Linked DNA regions of Zea mays: region 1 is linked to region 2. Evidence: chromatin contacts called from public Hi-C data. All regions are on one chromosome and are shown on one strand. The core of a region is the stretch at or near the end of the contact, and the rest is flanking DNA. Distances in the headings are between cores, read along the strand shown.

Region 1 (2,700 bases), core at 85-2,584, 280 kb before region 2:
CACTGATGGACGGACTTGTTAGAGCGATAATTCAACTGGGAACAAAGCCACATTGTCTCACATGGCAATGCCATGGCCCTTCTATTCTATTTTACTCCACCAGCCAGCCCCACAGGCTCCCCGACAAAAAAAAAATATGGCAACGTCCCCAATCACCATCAATCCATCATCATCATCATCAGAATATGAGTCTCCCATCCTTCTAAGTTCTAAGGATCAGGTGACCGGTGGTTCAGTTCAGACAATATACAAGGAGGACTCAAGCAGACAAGCCACTTGTACATTTTTGTTATATATATACTATATATATGTATATTTTCTCTCCATTCAGAGAGTTGGCCGATCGATCCATCAGGTAGAACAGATGCCCTGCTCTCCGGCTGCCTGCTGGAGGTTGCAGCTCATAATGCAGCTGGATGGATCCATGGATCGATCACCAGGTCCCCTTCAGGCTCGAGAGGCCATGCACCACAACGTGTCCCTGTCGGAGGGGAGCCAAAGGCCCAGAACGAGCGAGATCGACGCCCCCATTGACCGAGCCTTGTTTAATGGATCAATGGGCAGGGAGCTTGATTCGCAGCTAACGATCGACCTGACCACGCATGAGATGGTTCATGACCAATTGGATGGTGGATTGGTGGCATGCAGGAGGGGCCGACTCTGCTGGTGGTTCGCGTGCAGGGGAGATTGTGAGATTCCTCCTCTAACTAACTGCGTCATAACCAGACATTGGTGTACCTACTCCAGTCCAGGCAGCTGTTTGCTTTGGATCGGATCTGTCTCTATAGGGCTCCGTCAGTGTCAGGCAGCCTATCTGCTGCCACGCAACACTTCAGTCCTTTCTCTTCACTGCTATAGTTAGGTGCCTCATCTTTTGTTGTTCATTGCTACTACGAGGCAATATGTAATTTTCTAATCGATCGTCTGACTACAGAAAAATTGTAATTTGATTCTTGTGAGTTGTCATTTGAATTATACTAGTTGGTTGTCTAAAATTTTTACCTGAAAATTCATTCAAGCAGCTGAAATTTATGAGTCCTTTTCCCCCCTCATCATAGAAAGGAAAATAGCATATGCGAGGATTCCGATAAAAAAGCAGACGGAAACGGACACAGTGACAAGCACACACTAGCGGAAGTCCAGCCCAAGCCAACTCGCACGGCCCATACCATGATCTGCCAAAACCGGCCGACTCGCACGTTTGCCAAAACCCCGCGCCGGCCTAGTCGCTTTCAGCCCACGTGCTCAACGAAAGTGAGGTCTGGTCCAGTTGAACGGCCACCTGGGCCGTCAGACTCGCCGCGCGGCGCGGCCCCGACCACATCGCCGATTCCTCGTTTCCTCCGCACCCGCACGCTTCCCACCCGCTGCCCCGCGCCCAGCCGTCGCCGTGATCGCCAGAGCGTTCCTCTGCCGAGCCGTTCGGCCGGTCCACTCCCGCGAAGCTTCCAGTAGAGGCGACCTTCGGATCGAGTCTCGGCCGCCGAGGAGTCGAAGGCCATGGAAGTGTGAGGAGCACTCGCTAGCACCGTCATTTCACTGTCCCGCTCGCACGCTAAGGTTCCGCATCTACCTACCTATCTCTGGGCTCCGATCTGACGGCGTTGTCGCAGGGTGGCGTCGGCGCCGGGGAAGGTGCTCATCGCGGGAGGATACCTCGTGCTGGAGCGCCCCAACGCCGGCCTAGTCCTCAGCACCACCGCCCGCTTCTACGCCGTCGTCCGCCCCCTCCGCGACAGCCTCCCCGCCGACGCTTGGGCCTGGGTGAGCGCTCTTCAACTGCCATCCCTCTAGTCTCAGAAGCTATAGCGTGTTGCTCTTGCTCCTCACCCTGTGTACCCCTGCACCGATGCTAGGCGTGGACGGATGTCAAAGTGACTTCCCCTCAGCTCTCACGGGAGGCCACATACAAGCTGTCCCTAACGAAGTCGACGCTGCAATTGACGTCTGCGAGGCAAGTTGCTCATCGTTTTTAATGGTTGCAAATTTGCAATCTCGTGGCGGTGAAGTGCTCTTGTTTTCTTATACTATCTCTGAAACTCTTGAGTCTGGTGGTAATGTCACTGACAGCGTTACTGTTGCATCTCAGGGAATCTACAAACCCTTTTGTGGAGCAGGCCATACAATTCTCGGTAGCAGCTGCTAAAGCGACCATTATTGATAAGGAGAGGAAGGATGTAGTAGATAAGTTGCTGCTGCAAGGTTGTGAAGCTTCTCTTAGTTATTTTTGCTGCTCTTAATCACCCCATCGGGTTACTTGCTTGATGTATACTACTCGAGCATATCATTTTTTGGGGTAATATGTCTCAACTTCTTGTTGCAGGTCTGAACATTACAATTCTTGGATGCAATGATTTCTATTCTTATAGAAAGCAGGTGAACCTTCTTAATTGTACAAGCATACTCAGATGTATATCTTAGCTTCTTGCAAAAAATGAACTAGTCAATCTTGAATATGTTTTCTAATATCTACACATTATATTAAAAGAAGGACATGCTCGGTATAGTTGTGAGAGCTGTCTCACTAAGTCACTAGGTCGTTGGTTCGAAGGAGTCTCTCCGCATTTGCGGGGTAAGGCTTGCGTCGGTTATCCCTTTTCCAGACTCCACTCATGCGGGAGTCTTGGGCACTGGGTCTGTCTCTCTTTTTTTACAAATTCTACTAAAACAATAAAACACTTACCAGAGTTTAATTTAAAA
Region 2 (2,700 bases), core at 86-2,585:
ACATTTACACAAATTCAGAAGAGCATTAAACTTGTTTGTCAAAAGTTTCAGTAAGTGCTTATGTTACCTCTCACTGGTCCGGAACACAGCCCCAGCATTTTCAAGCAAGATCTTGAGAAGCTCAAGAGCAAGGATCTTTCCCCGCATTACTATGGGATCTGCTGGTGCATCCTTGGGTGGTGTCTTCATGGAAAGCTTACACAAAGCCCGGAAAACTAAGAAAGCATCCCTCCGTAACTTGTTCCCAATTCTCACATCAGCATCATCGTCCAAGGTGCCAACCACTGCCCCCTCGACACCAAGCTCATCTTTACGACCCTCAATAGCTGTTTTGTACATGCTGATCTCCCAGTACTTGGCATCAAGCATGTCCTTATCTGTTGAATCAAGCAAATCCGCTGGGTTTGCCCCTTCCTCTGCCGCTGCCGTTGTCTCAAATGCACCATCATGGGCAACGGTGGGTCCTGCCCCTGCTGATGAAGTTGTCCGAGCCAGAGGTGTGAGTGCACCATCGAAGTCACCAATGATCTTCGAAATGAATCCCTGTACAACGTTGGGGTCAGCAGTGGGCGAGGAGCCCGAAATTGCATCAGGTAGCTCAATCACATCAGCCACGACTATGGGTTGTACAGGCACGGTCGAGGAGTCAGCTTCCATTCGGCGGAACACAATCACCAGCATCTGCACAAGCGAAGCCTTGGCAGTGGCTTGATTGACGGCACTACGGCTCCCGAGGTACATATCATAACATGCGCGCACGGCACGTAGAAGGCAATCGCCGTGGAGGCGTACAGACGTAGAGGTGACCGCCGAGAGGAGTGTCTTGAGGAGGAGGAGCTCAATGTGCTCGTCATCAAGGCCAAGCGCATTGCAGGCGGCGTCCAGGAGTGAGGCGACGAGCTGTGCTGAGGGATCAGCAGATGGGTCGGCCTCGCCATGGATGTAGGAGTGTGCGATCAGCCTGTGAAGGAGCTCCAGCGCGGCCTCGGCGAGCTTGGCGCTGCCCGAGCCGAGTGCCGAGATCACAGGGGCGAGGAGCAGCTCCGAGTCCGCGAGCGACAGGCTGCGCAACGGACCAGGCTGTGCGGAAGAGGAGGTCGGCGTCGAGGGGGAGGAGGTCGGCGTGGACGGCGCCTGCGCCTCGGCTGCGGGCGGCGGCGGGGGCTTCTGGAGGCGGTCGAGGATGGACTTGGCGGTGTGCGAGAGCTTGGAGTGCGCCTTGTTGCGCCACGAGGCATTTTTTATGAGCTTCTCGAGGAAGGGGGAGAAGATCTCGACGAGGCGCGGGTCGGACTCCGGCGGGGTTGGCGGCGGCGCCGCAACCGCGGAGGCCATTATTCCGCGGCGGGATCCGGTAGCCGCGGTCGCGCCGCGCCGCGTGGATCTGGATCTGGGCGGGGCGGGGGTTTGAGGTGGTTTGGATCGGGGAGTGGGGCGTCGGTTGTCGTGGATAGAGATGGGAGGGGAGGGGACTCAGGGGAGGGGAGGGGAGGGGAGGGAGAAAGATGGTTGGACGCCGAGCTAGCTGGTGACCTGGTGTACTTCGCATTTGTATATTGCAGTAGGAAAGGATCGGAATCGGGCTTGTTACTCTCCGTATGTATTTTACGCAAATGGGGCCTAGATCAAATGGTGGTCTGGAGTCTGGACATAGGCTAAATTTAGAGTGTAATTTAGAATTTTTTACCTATTGATTAATATTTTTTATGATGATTATATTAAGAGTCTTCATTCTTCAAGTTTAGTTTCGCTATATGGGCCTGGTCCATGTAAGTATCGGGCCTGTGTGGAACCAAAGGCTCGTCAAGCACACTGATCGCAGAGATCCAGCCATGCAAAATTCGCCGTGACAACCTTCTCACCATTCGCACATTACCCTCTCTCTCTCTCGTCTCTCCCCTCTCTTTATTATTACTAGTAGCACGCGAAAAAATTGGTCCCAAATGCAGTGTTAGAAGTAATAAACAATTTGGAGAGACAATCGTCTACGATTTGATCCAAGAATTTCCGTACGTAATAGATAATCTTGTACTTGAAATTTTTGTCTTCCTCCGTGGTTTCCTCTCTTTCTCGGCTCGTTGAGAAAAAAAAGACAGAAGAAATGGGATTCATATCGGGAGTCGTAATGGGGATGATCGTCGGCGTCGCCCTGATCGCAGGCTGGGCACGCGCCATGGCTCGCCGCGCCGCCAAACGCAGCAACAAGGTAGGTGCCGCTACATCATTCCGATTCGATGTATGCGATCATAAAAAGTTTCGATCTTCATCCTTCGGTTATCTGGTCTTGATTTTTCTGCCTTTGGGTGTTGTTAAATACAGATCGGTTGTTAAAAGTGTGCTGTATGCCTTTGATTGAATTTGTGCATTATTGATTGGGATAAATTTCAACATAATGGCATGTTTTGAAACAGGCTGCGGTTATCAGTTCGTTGGGATCTCTCAACCGTGAAGACGTGAAGAAAATATGTGGAGAAAGTCTTCCCCAGTGGATATCATTTCCAGAATACGAACAGGTGAAATGCTACCTGCCTTGGTGTAGATATAATCATGGAACCGTAAAATGTCCCGTGATATCAAGCTATTGACTATCGCATAAGTTATCTGAATTTTTATTGTTGTAATTGCTAGACAAAAACTTCCGCAGAGAGAAAACTTTTTGCAGCCCATATCTATGAACTTCATAACTCTTCGATGCATAAA

Evidence for each region. Hi-C and Micro-C count contacts between places; a contact is called where the count stands out from the background.
Region 1: a contact with region 2 is called in a Hi-C map of endosperm, with 2.3 times the contacts expected there. The contact joins the promoter of LOC101060998 here to the promoter of LOC100857099 in region 2. A contact is called at or near these places in 8 of 25 Hi-C or Micro-C datasets (ear, endosperm, leaf and 1 more).

The regions. Positions count from the first base shown.
Region 1 is chr1:34,877,366-34,880,065 of Zm-B73-REFERENCE-NAM-5.0, reverse strand. LOC101060998 (phosphomevalonate kinase) reads left to right here and starts at 1,334. Exons shown (of 10, transcript NM_001368240.1): 1 at 1,334-1,508; 2 at 1,614-1,764; 3 at 1,857-1,954; 4 at 2,090-2,202; 5 at 2,324-2,376. The coding sequence starts at 1,501.
Region 2 is chr1:34,595,246-34,597,945 of Zm-B73-REFERENCE-NAM-5.0, reverse strand. It overlaps LOC100857099 (guanine-nucleotide-exchange protein), which reads right to left and starts at 1,335. Exons shown (of 11, transcript NM_001254773.1): 1 at 68-1,335. The coding sequence starts at 1,335. LOC103633613 (synaptotagmin-5) reads left to right here and starts at 1,808. Exons shown (of 11, transcript XM_008655335.4): 1 at 1,808-2,206; 2 at 2,412-2,513. The coding sequence starts at 2,102.